Linked DNA regions of Sus scrofa: region 2 is linked to region 1. A link is a contact called in public HiChIP or PLAC-seq data. All regions are on one chromosome and are shown on one strand. The core of a region is the stretch at or near the end of the contact, and the rest is flanking DNA. Distances in the headings are between cores, read along the strand shown. Region 1 holds the start of OSTF1 (osteoclast stimulating factor 1). Region 2 holds the start of RFK (riboflavin kinase).

The links. HiChIP or PLAC-seq counts read pairs in DNA pulled down with a chosen protein or histone mark.
Region 2: an H3K27ac HiChIP or PLAC-seq map of alveolar macrophages shows a contact between it and region 1. The contact joins the promoter of RFK here to the promoter of OSTF1 in region 1. A contact is called at or near these places in 1 of 5 promoter capture datasets (liver), 1 of 47 Hi-C or Micro-C datasets (heart right ventricle) and 1 of 2 datasets of contacts at active chromatin or transcription factors (alveolar macrophages).

Annotation. Positions count from the first base shown.
Region 1 is chr1:228,139,420-228,146,863 of Sscrofa11.1, forward strand. It overlaps OSTF1 (osteoclast stimulating factor 1), which reads left to right and starts at 2,740. Exons shown (of 10, transcript NM_214005.1): 1 at 2,740-2,970. The coding sequence starts at 2,937. NMRK1 (nicotinamide riboside kinase 1) reads right to left here and starts at 2,471. Exons shown (of 9, transcript XM_003121961.4): 1 at 2,235-2,471.
Region 2 is chr1:229,333,888-229,341,331 of Sscrofa11.1, forward strand. RFK (riboflavin kinase) reads right to left here and starts at 3,190. Exons shown (of 5, transcript XM_003121967.5): 1 at 2,765-3,190; 2 at 1,800-1,832; 3 at 1,682-1,797. The coding sequence starts at 2,846.

The sequences.
Region 1 (7,444 bases), core at 1,490-3,989:
CATCCATGAGGACTCGGGTTCGATCCCTGGCCTTGCTCAGTGGGTTAAGGATCCTGCACTGTCATGAGCTGTGGTATAGGCCGGCAGCTTCAGCTCCACCTGGACCCCTAGCCTGGGAACCTCCATATGCTGCAGGTGAGGCCCTAAAAACACAAAACAACAACAAAAAAACCCCTATGGCTGGGGGCTGAATGGGTATGGGGTAGGCACAACAATTCCAGAAGCCATTTATTTCCAAAGCAGTGTTGGGTCCACAGGGCATCTTCAGGTGAACTCCAAGTTCAGGCCTAGCATTGTCCATCTCCACACCATGTTCTATTATTTCACTGCCTGTTGTCCTCTTTAAGAACTACTCAAAAATCAGACTTCAATCAGTCCAACACAAGTTCAATCACCTACAAACTGTAAATCACTGGATGTCCAACCATTTGCACTTTTCCAGCCTCATCAAACCAGGGCATCCAATTACCAGGAATACCTAACACTTCTAGTCTTGTGTGATATTTATGTACAGTTGACCCTTGAACAATGTGGAGGTTGGGGATGTCAACCCCCTTGCATTCAAAAAGTCCACTTCTAACTTTATAGCCAGCCCTCTGTATCTAAGGTTCTGCATCCTTGGATTCAATCAAGCTGGGATTATGTGGTACTGCTGGACCAGTTCAAACCTGTGTTAAGAGTCAACTGTACTTTATTTGCCCATTAAGTGCAAGGCTTTCTTTAACAGCTGAGAGAATTTGCTAAGGCTGAGGAGAACAGATTAAGATAGCCAAGAGCTAAGCCAAACTGAGTAATTTTTTTAATGCTTTTTTTAAACTCTAAGTAAAATATGTTGTTCAGTCCTTTTTTCCATAGCTGGTATGTGTTTATGATATTTAAATTATTTCACTACTAAATGTGGTACATTTTGGATTCTAACTGCCAAATTGTCAGAGGTGGCACGGGTGGAATCAACAGATTATAAGAAAGACAGCAACTCCCTAGTATAAATGGATGACAGCTAGCTAAGGAAACAGGGGGCTTTTCAGGATGTATAAAGAGCAGCCTGGTTTTTCTAAAAGTGTAATGTTTCAAGACTTCCCATCCATTTATTTTATTACATATTTTGATAACCTTCTATGTGACAAGGAAGTCTTCTACTGTTTTTAATTTTAAAAAAATTTAAATTTAATTAAAAAAATTTTTTTGGTCGCCCCAGGCCAGGGATGAATCCAAGCTGGAGTTGCTACCTATGCCACAGCTACAGCAAGGCTGGATCCTTACCCAATGTGCTGGGCAGAAGATCAAACATTCCTGCTGCTGCAGAGACACTGTCCACCCCACTGGGCCACAGTGGGAACTCCTATTTTTTAAACTTTGCTCCCTTTCAGTAAACAGCAATCTCCCAAGGCTGGTGTTTCTGAATACACGACCCATGCCCTTTTCTCTTGGAATCATTCTTTCATTAACCCCAGGGGAAACTTTGAAGGTTCATTTTACATAGAGTCTCATGTAAAATATTTCCCATTTTTCTTCCTCCAAACAAACAACTAGTTTATGATATAGCCTGTGCTGTTTTGAGTTTAACACACACAGTGTTTCTCCTATGCCCCAGCCTCCCAGTGGAGATTCAATCTGGTAATCTGAGGTGGGCAAACTTGCTCTGCCAAGTACTGTTATGGTGAATGTTCTCGGCTTTGCAGGCAGCTGCTCAGTTCTGCTGTTAGGCAGCAAAAGTGGCGGGAGACAATACATAAGCAAATGAGCGTGGCTGTGTTCTAATAAAATTTATGGACACTGAAATCTGAATTTCATATAATTCTCACGTGCCAAAAAATCTGCTGCTTCTGATTTCTTTTAAGCCATTAAAAAAATGTGAAAACCATTCTCAGGTGGTACAATAACAGGCGGCAAGGGGGCCGCAATTAGCCGAATCCAATGCTACAGAAATAAAAATTTTCTCCTGCCCTAGGGATCATGACCTGACTCTGCCCCAGTGACTTCTCCCAACAACCTGAACGGTCTCTAGAAGGCAGACTCCCATTTTAAGGATTATTAGGGGGCGTGAGAGCACCACACCATCACGAGTACACGTCCTCCTGGGCAGGCCACGGATCAGTCCCTTTATGGTGGTAGGAGCCTCAACAAGGCTTTCAAGACACAACCAGGCTCGGGCTCCAGCGCTGGAACACTGTGGAAATACCTCCTGGCCCCAGAGAGTCGGCGCTGCGCGGCGGGGTCTATCAGGTACTCACCCAGCGCCAGTTCGAGTGCTCCCAAGCAGAGCGGCACAAGCAATTGCCAACCGCACGCCTCTCACTAACCCTCCGCAACCCCCGAAGCTCGTTAACCGAGACGCCCACAAGTCCTTCCCCCGCGCCCCTCCCGGGTCAGAGGTGGCCCAGGGTAGAGGTGACAAACCCCAGGTTTCCGTCCCACCCGGAGCGGACGCGGCGCCCGGCTCCAGCCGGCGTTGGGCGGGGCGGGACTCCGGAGAGCGTGGCCGCGTGCGCGCGCTCGCGCTCCTACACAGTCCAGCCCTTTCCCCTCCTTGCCGCGCGCCCCTGGCTGGCCCTGGCGCGAGCCTACGACGCCCCCGTTCGGCTCCGGCTGATTCTGCCGCCGCGCGCGCTGTCGTGCGCGCCTCCCGCGCTCCTGCCTCGGGGAAGCTGGCAGCAGGGGAGCCAATTAGCGCTCGGCGAAGCGGCGGCCACTTCCTCATCTGTCCGGCCGCGCGCTCCGGACGGGTCTGTCGGCCGCGGGGCGGGGCGGGGTACTGCGCGGAGCGGCTCTGCCAGCTTCTGCTTGTCTGGCTGCCAAGGGTGGACGCAGGTCCTTGAAGGCGCCCCGATGCAAGCCAGACAAAAAGAAACTTTGGGGCGCCCGGAGTGCCGAGTGGAGGGGCGTTCGTTTGGCTTTTCGTGCGTGGTCTACAGGATCAGCCGCTCCAGGAAGAGATGTCGAAGCCGCCACCCAAACCGGTCAAACCAGGTAAGGGAGGTGCTCGCGGGTCCCCTGGCCGCCGCGGTGCTCTGCGCTCCCTTTGCCACTTGGCAGGGCAAACCAGACACGTACCCGGCCCCAGCCTCGCTTTCGAAAAGGGACCCACCGGGATAGGAGTTGTTAGCGTTGCTGCTGCGTTCGCTGTAGCGGGGCGATCAGTTTGGATAGCAAGAAGATTTTCGAGGAATTTAAAAAATTTTATTTTTGAAGAGGAGTCACGCTTGGCTTTGCAACATTGTCATTAGCGGCAACTTTCCAGGCGATGCGAAGGCTACGTCCCATTGAAGCTTTCCTGGAAGACAGGGCCATTGATCTCCCTTAGGAAAAAAAATAAATGTCTTGAAATGGGTTTTTAGCCACTTCCTCTTTTTTTTTTTTTTTTTTTTCAGTGTGTGTCACTGTCAAGTTTGAGTTCTTGACCGGCCAAAGGGAACGGGAAGTGCGCTGCTTGTAGGGTGGGGTGCGTGAGCGGGTCTTCTTTGGGACTTTTGAGAGGAGCTGCGTTCGAAAATTGACCTCGAGATCTTGAGGAAAGCTTTTACAAAAGTGTACTTGAACTCCGGACTAGAAGAATCTAGGCTGTGGCAGGATAATCTCAGCAATTGCTATTCGGAAGTGTCATTTTATCAGGCAATACAAGTCCTTTGCCTCCACTCCCCTAATGAATTTGGCTAAATTGGAGAGGATGAGATTACTAAGTTCCTCAAAGCAGCGCTAAAGAGCGCTTGTAGTCCTTGTTCATTTTTATTTTATCCTTAGAATATTTCCTGGGATATGGAGAAAGGAGAATTTAAGAGGGAATTAATTATTTCAGTTCAGTACTGTAACAGACTCATTCATGCATTCATCCGGTAGGTAGGTACAGAAAACATAGGAAATGGAAGATAAATTCTCAGTTTTTTTCTTCCATTCTCATGTAACATCAGTATAACGCAGGCTGAAATTTAGCCATCTAGGTCAATTTCAAAGTAACCTTGTTTAGGAAGATAATATTTTCTTGATCTTCCTAAATTTTAGTCAAGCACTCCATCTTCCCTTGTTTGCCCTCACATGTGGTAGTTTCCAGTCATTTTATTTGAAAATTAGGTACATGTATGGCATGGTCGTTCATTGAGGACTTAAATGTTGGTGGGCTGGGTGTGAAGGAAATTTTGGGGACTTTGGTTCTGCTGTGAGCAAAGGTAGGGACATGGCTGGAATTGGGCTCTGTGCTTCTTTAGCTGTGGAATTTCATGGAGTTTGCGTATGAGAGGAGGTGCCTATATAGGAGCTGGCAGTGCCCTAAACTCATATGTAAATCAGGACATGCAGTATTCAACAAAGTAGAGTTATTCTTTAATAGCTAAACAAAATACTTTATTTTAAAGAAGGTCCTGAGGAGCCGTTCAGGAGGTTTTTCATCTCTAGACCTTAAGCTATGTCCCTGCTGCTCCTGAAGGGACATTGACGTGGTGTGTTTGTGTGTTTGCACTGGTGTGCTTTAGGGATCACATTGTGACCAGTTGTAAATACACTTTCAGGAACCATTTTTGTTATCTGACCCTACTGCTTTCTTCTCTTCAGCAAATCAGAAAGCAAATGATTGAAAATGACTGCTATTCAGGGTCCTCACTGGTTTATAAATGAGATCCAAACTCAAATAAGGTCACCCTAGAAACTGATCTGTTAGTTTACTAATTTACAGTGAGAAATCCTACTTTCAGTCTGACTTGACACTTTGTGTGGCCTGGCTCAATTGAAAACAGAACTGTCCTATTTTGGTACTGACCCACATTTACTGTATGCCAGGCACTGACCTAATCACTTTGCATGTGTTCACTCATTTACCTTTCACAATAATCCTGTGAGGTGAGTACCTTTATTGTTCCCATTGCATGGATGGGGAAATGAAAGCAAGGCATAGAAAGCTTAGGTTACTTGCCCAAGGTCAGCCACTGAGTCCTGCCCTGGGAAGTGGACAGGATTAGAACCCAGGTAGTTTGACTCCAGAGTCAGGGCCCTTAACCATATTATTATCACATCACAACATACCATTCATAGCAGTCATCATGTGTGTATTTTAGAACTGGTGCATAGGAGTAGAAAGGACAGCCCTTCTGATCCTCTGTCAGACTTTCTTGTCAGAAATGGACATAAAGGTCACCCCCTGGTTGGTAGCAGCAGGGAGAGTGCTGCTGAGCTTTACTTTCTTGTCATGCAGGCAAACTACATGGATGAAAATGTCTAAAGCAAGCTTGGAATTAAGGGACAGATGTATATAATTTTTGGTTTCTTGGTTTGTTTATACCCTGCTTCATCCCAAATGAGAGTTAAAGAAGAGGTGAAGGAGGTAGGGTCATACAGAGGGAGTGAAGACTAATAAGAGGAAATCAGAAGGAAAGGTAGCTTATAGATATGCATGTTGTTAGGTCCTGCAGAATTTCTAAAGGAGGCTTGTAGATTTATTTCTCTGCTTCAAGCAGAGAGAAGAGATCAGTTACAAGATTCCCAGTGTTCATAAAATTAAAATGTATTCCCTGCTCTGAGAAGAGTTGTTTTAATGGTACTGAGATCTGAGATGAGCTTTCCCCATGAGTTCTCTTAAAGTGTTTCAGTGGACCAGACAGCTCTACAAAGAAACACAAGTGGGACATCATAATGGTCATCCCTAGAGCTCCCTACAGAGCATGATCTGGGCAAAACATCATGACTCAGTTCCAAAGGCTGTGTGGAAAGGAGGGAGCTAGATGAGGAAGGACAGGGGACTTATGGAAGGATTTTAGTAGCAATGGACATAAAGCTACTCAATCAGGGGACTGTTTTTGGAAAGAAGGTTCTTTCAACTCCTGGTCAGATGCTGGGCAGGAGAACTGTGCTGCTTCATTTACTTTTTCACCTTCCTGAGGTTATACCAGGGATTGGGTTAGTGGCCACATCCAAAATTCATTTGCTAAACACTTCATAATATGTGCAACTTATGTTTTAGGCCCTGTGGTAGACACTCAGGTTCCGAGGAACAATAAAATCATCCGTGAAGGGAGTTCCCGTCCTGGTGCAGTGGTTAACGAATCTGACTAGGAACCATGAGGTTGCGGGTTCGATCCCTGCCCTTGCTCAGTGGGTTAACGATCCAGCGTTGCCGTGAGCTGTGGTGTAGGTTGCAGACGCAGCTCGGATCCTGCGTTGCTGTGGCTCTGGTGTAGGCCAGCGGCTACAGCTCTGATTCGACCCCTAGCCTGGGAACCTCCATATGCCGCAGGAGCGGCCCAAGAAATAGCAAAAAAAAAAAAAAAAAAAAAGACCAAAAAAAAAAAAAAAATCATCCGTGAAGATCTTGAGTCTAATGGAGATGTATGTATATCTAGATAATATCTTAGATTATCCCATAGCTACAATTAGATGGCTGACCTTAGCCATTTTGCTTAAAAAGATGTTGTAAATAAAAATGCAATAAATTGGAGTTCCCACCGTGGCGCAGTGGCAACGACTCTGACTAGGAACCATGAGGTTGAGGGTTCGATCCCTGGCCTCGCTCAGTGGGTTAAGGATCCAGCATTTCCGTGAACTGTGGTGTAGGTCGCAGATGAGGCTCAGATCTGGCATTGCTGTGACTATGGTGTAGGCAAGCAGCTGTAGCTCCGATTAGACCTCTAGTCTGGGAACCTCCATATGCCGTGGGTGTGGCCCTAAAAAGCAGAAAACCAAAACTAAAACCAAAAAAAAAAAAAGATGCAATACATTTGTATCATTGGACTCTTAGAAACTATAGTACAGAAAAACAATAAATATGTAAATAAAAATGTGAAAGTCATCCTCGCCTGTCATCTAGTGATAATCATTATTTTCACTCATTTTTTTCTCCCCTAAGTCCCTTTCATTCAAAAAAGAAAATACAATTATTCTCAGAACTGTGTCTGTTTCAGTTTTAAGTGTCTTACTGCTGGTTGACATGTGTTTGCTGCAATCTCTGTAGTGACGCCTTACACTCTGCTTGAAAAATCAATTCTGTCACTTTTTTTTCTTTTTGCTTTTTAGGGCTGTGCTCACGACATATGGAGGTTCCCAGGTTGGGGTCAAATCAGAGCTACAGTTGCCCGCCTACGCCACAGCCACAGCAACTCGGGATCTGAGCCACATTTGTGACCTACATCACAGCGCACAGCAACGACAGATCCTTAACCCACTGAGCAGGTCAGGTATCAAACTCACATCCTCGTGGATCCTAGTTGAGTTTGTTAACCACTGAGCTACGAAGGGAACTTCAATTCTGTCACATTTTGACCTTTCCTTGCTTACTGGTCTTTTTCTATAGGGTTACTTTTGGCCACTCAAGGTCTGTCATTGAAACTTCCCCCTCTCATTGTTAGATGTGCCATGGTGGTACTCTGTGTGCCAGAATGTGTCACAATTTTGTGGTCTTCAGCTCATTCTTTAGGGGACCCTCCTTACCTTTTAGTAAAGCAGCCCAACCTCTCTGTTTTAC
Region 2 (7,444 bases), core at 1,940-4,439, 1.2 Mb after region 1:
AGCCTCCTGTACTTCATTTCCTTCCTCATTCCACAGAAAAATATTTTGTGTTCTTTCATCAACTCTATCCCAACACATCCTTAATGGTAAAATTAAGAGAAACATCGAGCACAATGTTACGTAGCTGTAGGCCATTTCTATTGCTCATACCAGCACTATTCTAGCTGGTTTTCCAACTATGACACACTTTTTTTCTATAAACTCTTCGAAGAGGATGAAATTTAGATCAACTTTAACACTGTTTCTGCCACATACCTGAGCTGACCAAAAGATTCAGCCATATCTAGCAGATTAAGCATTTAAGCTGTGTGGTTCTGGTGAAAAGAACAGAGGAATATGTTCACCCTCAAAGGGGTTTAAAAGAGGGGAAAAAAAGCATCACCTCGAAATTTTATCAGAAAGCACCACCCATGTAGTAAGCACTTCTACCTTAACAGGGTGACCAAAGAATTAGAGTGGATGACCTACATTAACTGTAGCAAGCTCAACTTTCACTTTTATTTCTAGTAAAGGTAAACACATGGGTAGTTATAAAAATTAATTATTTTAGTTTTGGTTTATAATGCCACTGTCTATTTTCTCCATGATTTAAAAGATAAATGCATAAAAATTTATTAATCTATGTTACTGGGCACACAAGGTATAAAAATGTAATTTGTTTTTGTATACTAAGTTGGTATAAATTCAAATGAGGTTTTTATAACTTTAGGATGTTAAATGCAGCCCCTATAGTAACCAGAAAGAAAATATCTATAGAAAATACACAAAAGAAAACAAGATGGGAATTAAAAGGTGTCACTACAAAAAAAAAAAAAAAAAAAAAAAAAAAAAAAAAAAAAAATCAACCACCTGGAGCTCCCACTGTGATGTAATGCGTTAAGAATCTGACTGCAGGAGTTCTTGTTGTGGCACAGTGGAAATGAATCCGACTAGTATCCATGAAGATGCAGGTTTGATCCCTGGCCTTGCTCAGTGGGTTAAGAATCCAGCATTGCCATGAGCTGTGCTGTAGGTCACTGACCCAGCTTGGATCCCATGCTGCTGTGGCTGTGGTGTAGGCCAAGCAGCTGCAGCTCTGATTTGACCCCTAGTCAGGGAACTTCCATATGCCATGGCTGCAGATGTAAAAAGCAAAAAAAAAAAAAAAAAAAAAAAAAAGATTTGCAGTGGCATAGGCCACAGCTTCAGCTTGGATTTGATCCCTAGCCTGGAAACTTGTATACATCATGAGTGTGGCCAAAAAAAGAAAAGGAAAAAAGAAAAAAAATCAACCAAACACACAAACCAGTAATGGAGGAACTGAGGGGACAAAAAAGCTAAAGTAAAAAAAAAAATAGCAAAACAGCTTAAGTTCATTCTTATCAGTAATTACTTTAAATGTAAATGGATTAAACTCCAATCAAAAGGCAGAGTTGGTTAAAAAAACACAAGATCCAACTATAATCCTTCATAAGAGACTCCATTTAGATTCAAAGACACAAATATATTGAAAGTGGAAGGACAGAAAAGTTATTCCATTCAAAGAGTAACCAAACACTTCACTTTCAAACCCTTCAAGTACGCTGCCAAAATTCTAGTCTTTGGACTATATTGTGGCCACCACTGATGAGCTCTCTCTGTGCATTACTCTAAATCATCATTCCATTTTCAGTCAGAGTGAAATGCAATTCTTAATTCTTACCATGGACTTTTTTGTATTCTTGTAGTATGGGTTCCATCCTATGCTCACCACCATCTTATGGACATCTCCACTTCCAACACTGGCCCAACCATAATAAATGCCAGTGGATACATCGCTGGAAGATTATCTACTACTTGTTCAGGAAAGTTAGCTAAACAACAGAAAATATGATGCTAGTGTTAAGAGTTTCATAGCCAATAAAGTTTTATAAAAACCACATGCAAGGCTAGTCTAAATCATTACACTCCAAAGAATTCTTAGGATTCTGTCTACAATTAATTAACTTCATTGTTTCATATTCTGTTGTGATTTCTTCTCCTCTTTATATGGATAGGTTGGGGAAAAGGTATCAATTGTAAGTGTAAAAGGTAACAGGTCACAGTGAGGGTATTAAGCCCTCCCAAAAAAGTACACTCTCAGGATAGAAGAAAATAGGTATATGTACAGCTGGATTTCTTAGCCCTGCTCTTTCTTAAGGAGCCCTGCTCTTTCTTAAGGAGTTTAAAATCTCTTGAAAAGATTCTTATTTTTTGGAAATACACATGCTTAGGATACAAGCTCAAAGACTACTTTAGAATGTATTGCGGCTGGATGAATTAAGCCTATCTCCAAGTTTTGACTACGAAAACTAATGTAAACAGACCAAAAAAGATACCTGGTTCCCATTCTGCCTTTGTCATCATTTAGACACAATCTAATAGATTTAAAGACAAGAAAACCTTACGGCTGGCTTGAGCATTTAGCCTCTCGGGCCCACAAAACGTTTGCTAAAGGGCAAGACGCGCCCCATGCTTAACCGCTTTATCAGGGCTGGATGGGGAGGCGGGAAAGGTGGATCCCGAAATTCAGCTCTGGCTTCCTGCTCTCTCCATCCCTCAAGCCCTGTCCCGGGTGAGGCCGTGGGGGCGAGGACGCGCTCCCTCAGTCCGACCAAAGGTCCTCCGCCTCCACAAAGCGTCAGCAGAGAGGAATGTCCCTCTGACCGCAGCCCCACGACCCGGTCTGGAGCCCCCGGCAGACGTCCCGGCCGCCAGGTGACTCGGGCCAGGGTGGGTGGGGGCCTCTGCGCCCTCCCGTGCTCACCTGTAGGGATACCCAACTGCTTGGAGCCGCGGCCAAAGCCCCGCACCACTTGGCCACGGCAGAAGTACGGCAGGTTCCTCATGACGCCGTTCGTTTGGGGTGCGGGCTGCGGCCCCGTCCGCGCGTCCGGCGGGGCCGCCAACGCGGCGGTGCCGGAACCCCGGACCAGCCGGGGGACAAGGACGGAACTTGACCGGCTGGCCGGGCGGCGCGGACGACACGCCGTGGGCAGTATTCTCACGCCGCTGACCCAATAGAAGGTACCCGGTAACTCAGAGGCTGTGTCTCGGCTCTTGGACGCCGCCGGCGACCGCGGAAGTTAAGTGCGGGTGTGGGCGGGGAGCTCACGGGGCGGGCCGGCGTGGAGGGCGCCCAGCCCACCGAGCGCCGCGGGCCTGCGCACACTACCCCGGCCCGACCAAGAGCCCCAGCGCCCGTTCGGCTTCCGTAGCCCCGCCCCCGCCGTGGCCCCGCCCCCCGCCATAGCCCGCGACCCGCCAATTCGCCGCTCCTCAGTTTCTCTGAACAGCAATGAGAACTGATCCGGGGAACCGATTTTCAGCCTAGGGGCTGTGAAAACACAGTTCTCGGGCAATCCTAAGTGTTTCTTTTCCCTTTCGCCTTTTCATCACGGTCCTGACGCCAAAGAGAGACGTTCTTTATCTCCTTGACAACTAACACTTTGATCGTCATTCATCATTCATTCGCTCTTTAAACATTTATTAAACGAAAATTCTATCTCAACGGTCACCTCTTCATAGAGACTTTTCCTAACTACCTACCAAAGTGAATCTCCTCTCCCCGGGACCCCGTTTGACCACGATCTGAAGTTACCAGGATGTAAGCTCCAGCAGAGTAGGGCCTGGTCTGTAAGGCTGCAATCTCAGTGACTGGCGGAAGATTACAAGGACTAAGTTTTTGGGGGAGGGATGCGGCACCTTCCGACCCTCTTTCTGTACCTCCCAGTCTCTCCTACAACCTGATAAACTTGAAGAAAGGCTTGCTCTCTATTGGAGTGCAAATTCGTAGGCCTTCTGACCCTTGGAACTGTAAACATTACCTGGGGAAATACTTCCAGGGTGGCTCAGAAGATGCACCCTTTTACCTTGTTCTTGAGGGAAAAAAAAAATTGTTCTCTTTTACTTTTCTCAACAAATGTGTGTGAAACTCTGTCCAGATTTTGCAGTCATTTTCCTTTACCTTACATGTATGTAACTCTGATAGTGCTTTCGCAATGTTAGAATTGTATTCTCTGTATTTGTACTGAAGGGGTGTTTATTGGCAAGACTGTTTTTACTTCCCTAATACTAGCATAGTGCCTGGATCACAGCAAGCGCTCTGTAATTATTAGCAGAAAGAAAAAATTAATGAGCCCTGTGTGTGCCTAGCACAATGCAAGGTGGGGTGAACAAAGGCAAATGAGACAAACTCTTGGCCCTTGGGAGACTCCCTCTAGTGGGGGAGACCAGTTGGGAAGCCCGATAACAATGCTATGCTATAAAAACACCAATGGGAGTCCTGACAAAATGCTTGGAAAGTTGCATGTAGAGTAAGCAGACCTCACATAAAAGACTTTTTTTTGGCCACACCTGTGGCTTGTGGAAATTCCTGGGACAGGAATCCAACCTGCATCACAGCAGTCACTGGAGCTACTGCAATGACAATGCTGGACCCTTAACCCGATGCACCATAAGAGAACTCCAAAAATGCATTTTGGATAGTTAATGGTTAAGTACGTAGATGCTAGGCTATATAAACTGGGGTTTAAATGCAGGCCTTGCCTCATTTAATTGTTGGGTAACTCTGGGCAAAGTACCCTGTCTGAATCTAGGTGTCCTTGTCATCTGAATGGGAATATAAATAACTTTGAGGAGTTTAAGTACATACTGCACTTAACAAATGACTTAGTCTATCAGAACAATTCAGCAGCAGCATCATTATCAGAGATATACCAGATAAGAAAGGCCTGGAGATGAGAGCCTGGGAAAGCACACACAACAGGTCCTACTCCTCCAATGTCACAATTAAATGAGATGAAATAACTAAAGTCACAGGGGATAAATGGGGAGAGGTGGTTTTAGGAATGAAATGAAATAATAATAAGTACTTACCACACCATCTCATGTAATCCTTAGATCGGTTTTGGAAGAAAGCATTAACTCCAATTTATATAGAGGGAAAGGGAGGCTTGAAGAATTTCTTTTCTTTTTTCTTCTTTTTCCACAGCTGCAGCTGTGGCATATGGAAGTTACTGGGTCAGGGGTCAAATCAGAGCTGTAGTTGCAGCCCATACCACAGCCACTGAGTGAGCCCAGGGATCAAACCCAAATCCTTAAAGAGACAACATCAGGTCCTTAACCTGCTGAGCAACAACGGGAACTCTGGAGAATTTCAAAGATGAGCAGTCAGGCTCAAAGTTTTAAAAATGTACTGACATGTCAATTACTATACAAAATTACTGTGTAATCAGCATAGGATATGAAAGGCAGGAGCTTGACTCTATTCCACTGCAGCTTAGTAGACCTCAATGGCTCCCAGCTACTACAGAATAAAATAGCCCTCCAAGGGTTCCCTTGAATTTACCATTTGGGTTTAATCTCTAAGGACCCCCCTCAAATACTTTAATCTCTAAGGACCCTCCTCAAATACTTGACTTTAATTAGTCAAGTCAGACCGCTTTCACTCTACTTCAGTGGCCAAAGAATATACTTGAAACAATTCATGTGATTTTCTGTAGCCTAATGGGTATACTATTTTTCCCACTCATTTGACTATAAAAGAATGCCACCCAGCATTCTCAAATGTAAACCCAAAGTTTGGGGGGGGGGTCTGTGTGTCTTTATGACACTTGAAGCTTTTAACCAAGGAAATACTGGAAATATGCTTTTCATTTCCCCCTACGAGCTGCACTAGCAGCATCCCCCCTCTGCAAGTAGGCAAAGAGCACACTTCTCTGGTGCTGGAGTTATCTCTCTGCAGGAAGATCACAGAGGAGAATCAGGAGGAGGTAGAACTAGAGAGATGTGTAAAGGAAAGAGAGAGGGCATACTACAAGTAAACAATAAAAAATAAATCTAAAGAACTCTTATAACTCAACAATGAGAAAAAAACACAATTAAAAAAATGAGCAAATGGGGAGGTCTCATCGTGGCTATCAGGTTAAGAACCCAACATAGTCTCCATGAGGTTGTGAGTTTGATCCCTGGCCTTGTTCAGTGAGTTACGGATCCTGCATTGCCACAAGTTCTGGTGTAGGCCACGGATGTGGCTCAGATCTGTTGCTGCTGTGGCTGTGGTGTAGGCCTGCAGCTGCAGCTCCAATTTGACCCCTAGCCTGGGAACTTCCATATGTTGCAGGTGCAGCCATAAAAAGAAACAAAGGTAGTGGTGGTGGGGGGAGCAAATGGTCTAGGAAGAAACTGCACCAAAGAATGAATAAAGATGGCAAGTACATGTATGAAAAAAACATTCGCCATCATATGTCATCAGGGAATTACAAAATAAAACAACAAGGAGATACCACTATATAACTATTAGAATGGCTAAAATCCAAAACACAGACAATACTAAATGCTGACAAGGGTCTGGAACTCCAGGAACTCTCACTAATTGCTGTTGGGAAAGTAAAATGGCACAGCCATTTTGGAAGGCAGTTTGGCAATTTCTTACAAAGGAGAACATACATTTACTCTGTGATCCAGCAATTTAGGCAGTTAGCCAAGTGAGCCAAAACCTAATGTGAAACAAAACCCTGCACATTCATGTTCATAGCTGCTTTGCTCAAAATTGGCAAAACTTGGAAATATGAAAAATTAATAAACAGAAACCTCAAGTAGAGTTGGGACACCTGAAGGGGGAGCTCTCATGCACTGGGCCTACAGCAGAGCACAACAGGAAGAAGACTCCTTTCTTGGCAAAAAAAAAAAAAAAAAAAAAAAAAGCTATAGACTCTTTATTTACTATAGCCCTCCAAATTTCCTTTTCCTTTCTATAAAAGTATTCTCCTTCTCTGGCCATGTGGAACTTGTAAACGATTCACCAAGGTTGCAAACCCCAATTGCAATTTCTCTGCGGATTTTGAAAAAACCCATCTTGCTAGAGAAATATATGGCAATTTATTTGTTTCAGGTCAACATTTTTGTGGCCAGTAAGAGATCACCAAAAACTTCTGATGGCTCTGGGGCTGGCAAGTATACAGTTGTGGTGCCCACAACGGAACTATTATCACTCACTGCTTTCTCAAAGACTCTGGAGTTTCAGTTCTTTCTACTCAATCAGAGCTTGCACCTTCTTTGCGTTTGAAGCTCTCCAGGCTCTATTCAGGATCTCTTCAAAGATTTCTTCTTTCTGCTCAAGGCCTTATTTTATATTTGAACATTTGTTTGGCAGTTTGGTCTGATTTTGAGTTTAGAACGATTCACTGAAAATGGCTGCTCTTTGACTCATTCTTCAAGATCATGGGTTGTTTCTCAGAAGCTACTGGGTTTTTCAGCCTTCAGCCTATTCTTTTGAAAGGGCTGTCTTCTGGAGACTGGCTTAAAAAAATAAAACCTTCAGCCTGGTTCCCATGGCTGTCTTGGGAAGGCTAGCTGGGATTGACTTGTAAGCTGTTTGAATTGAGCCATTTGTACCCTCTGTAAAATAATATTTGAAGATTAACTAAGGCAAACAAATGATTAA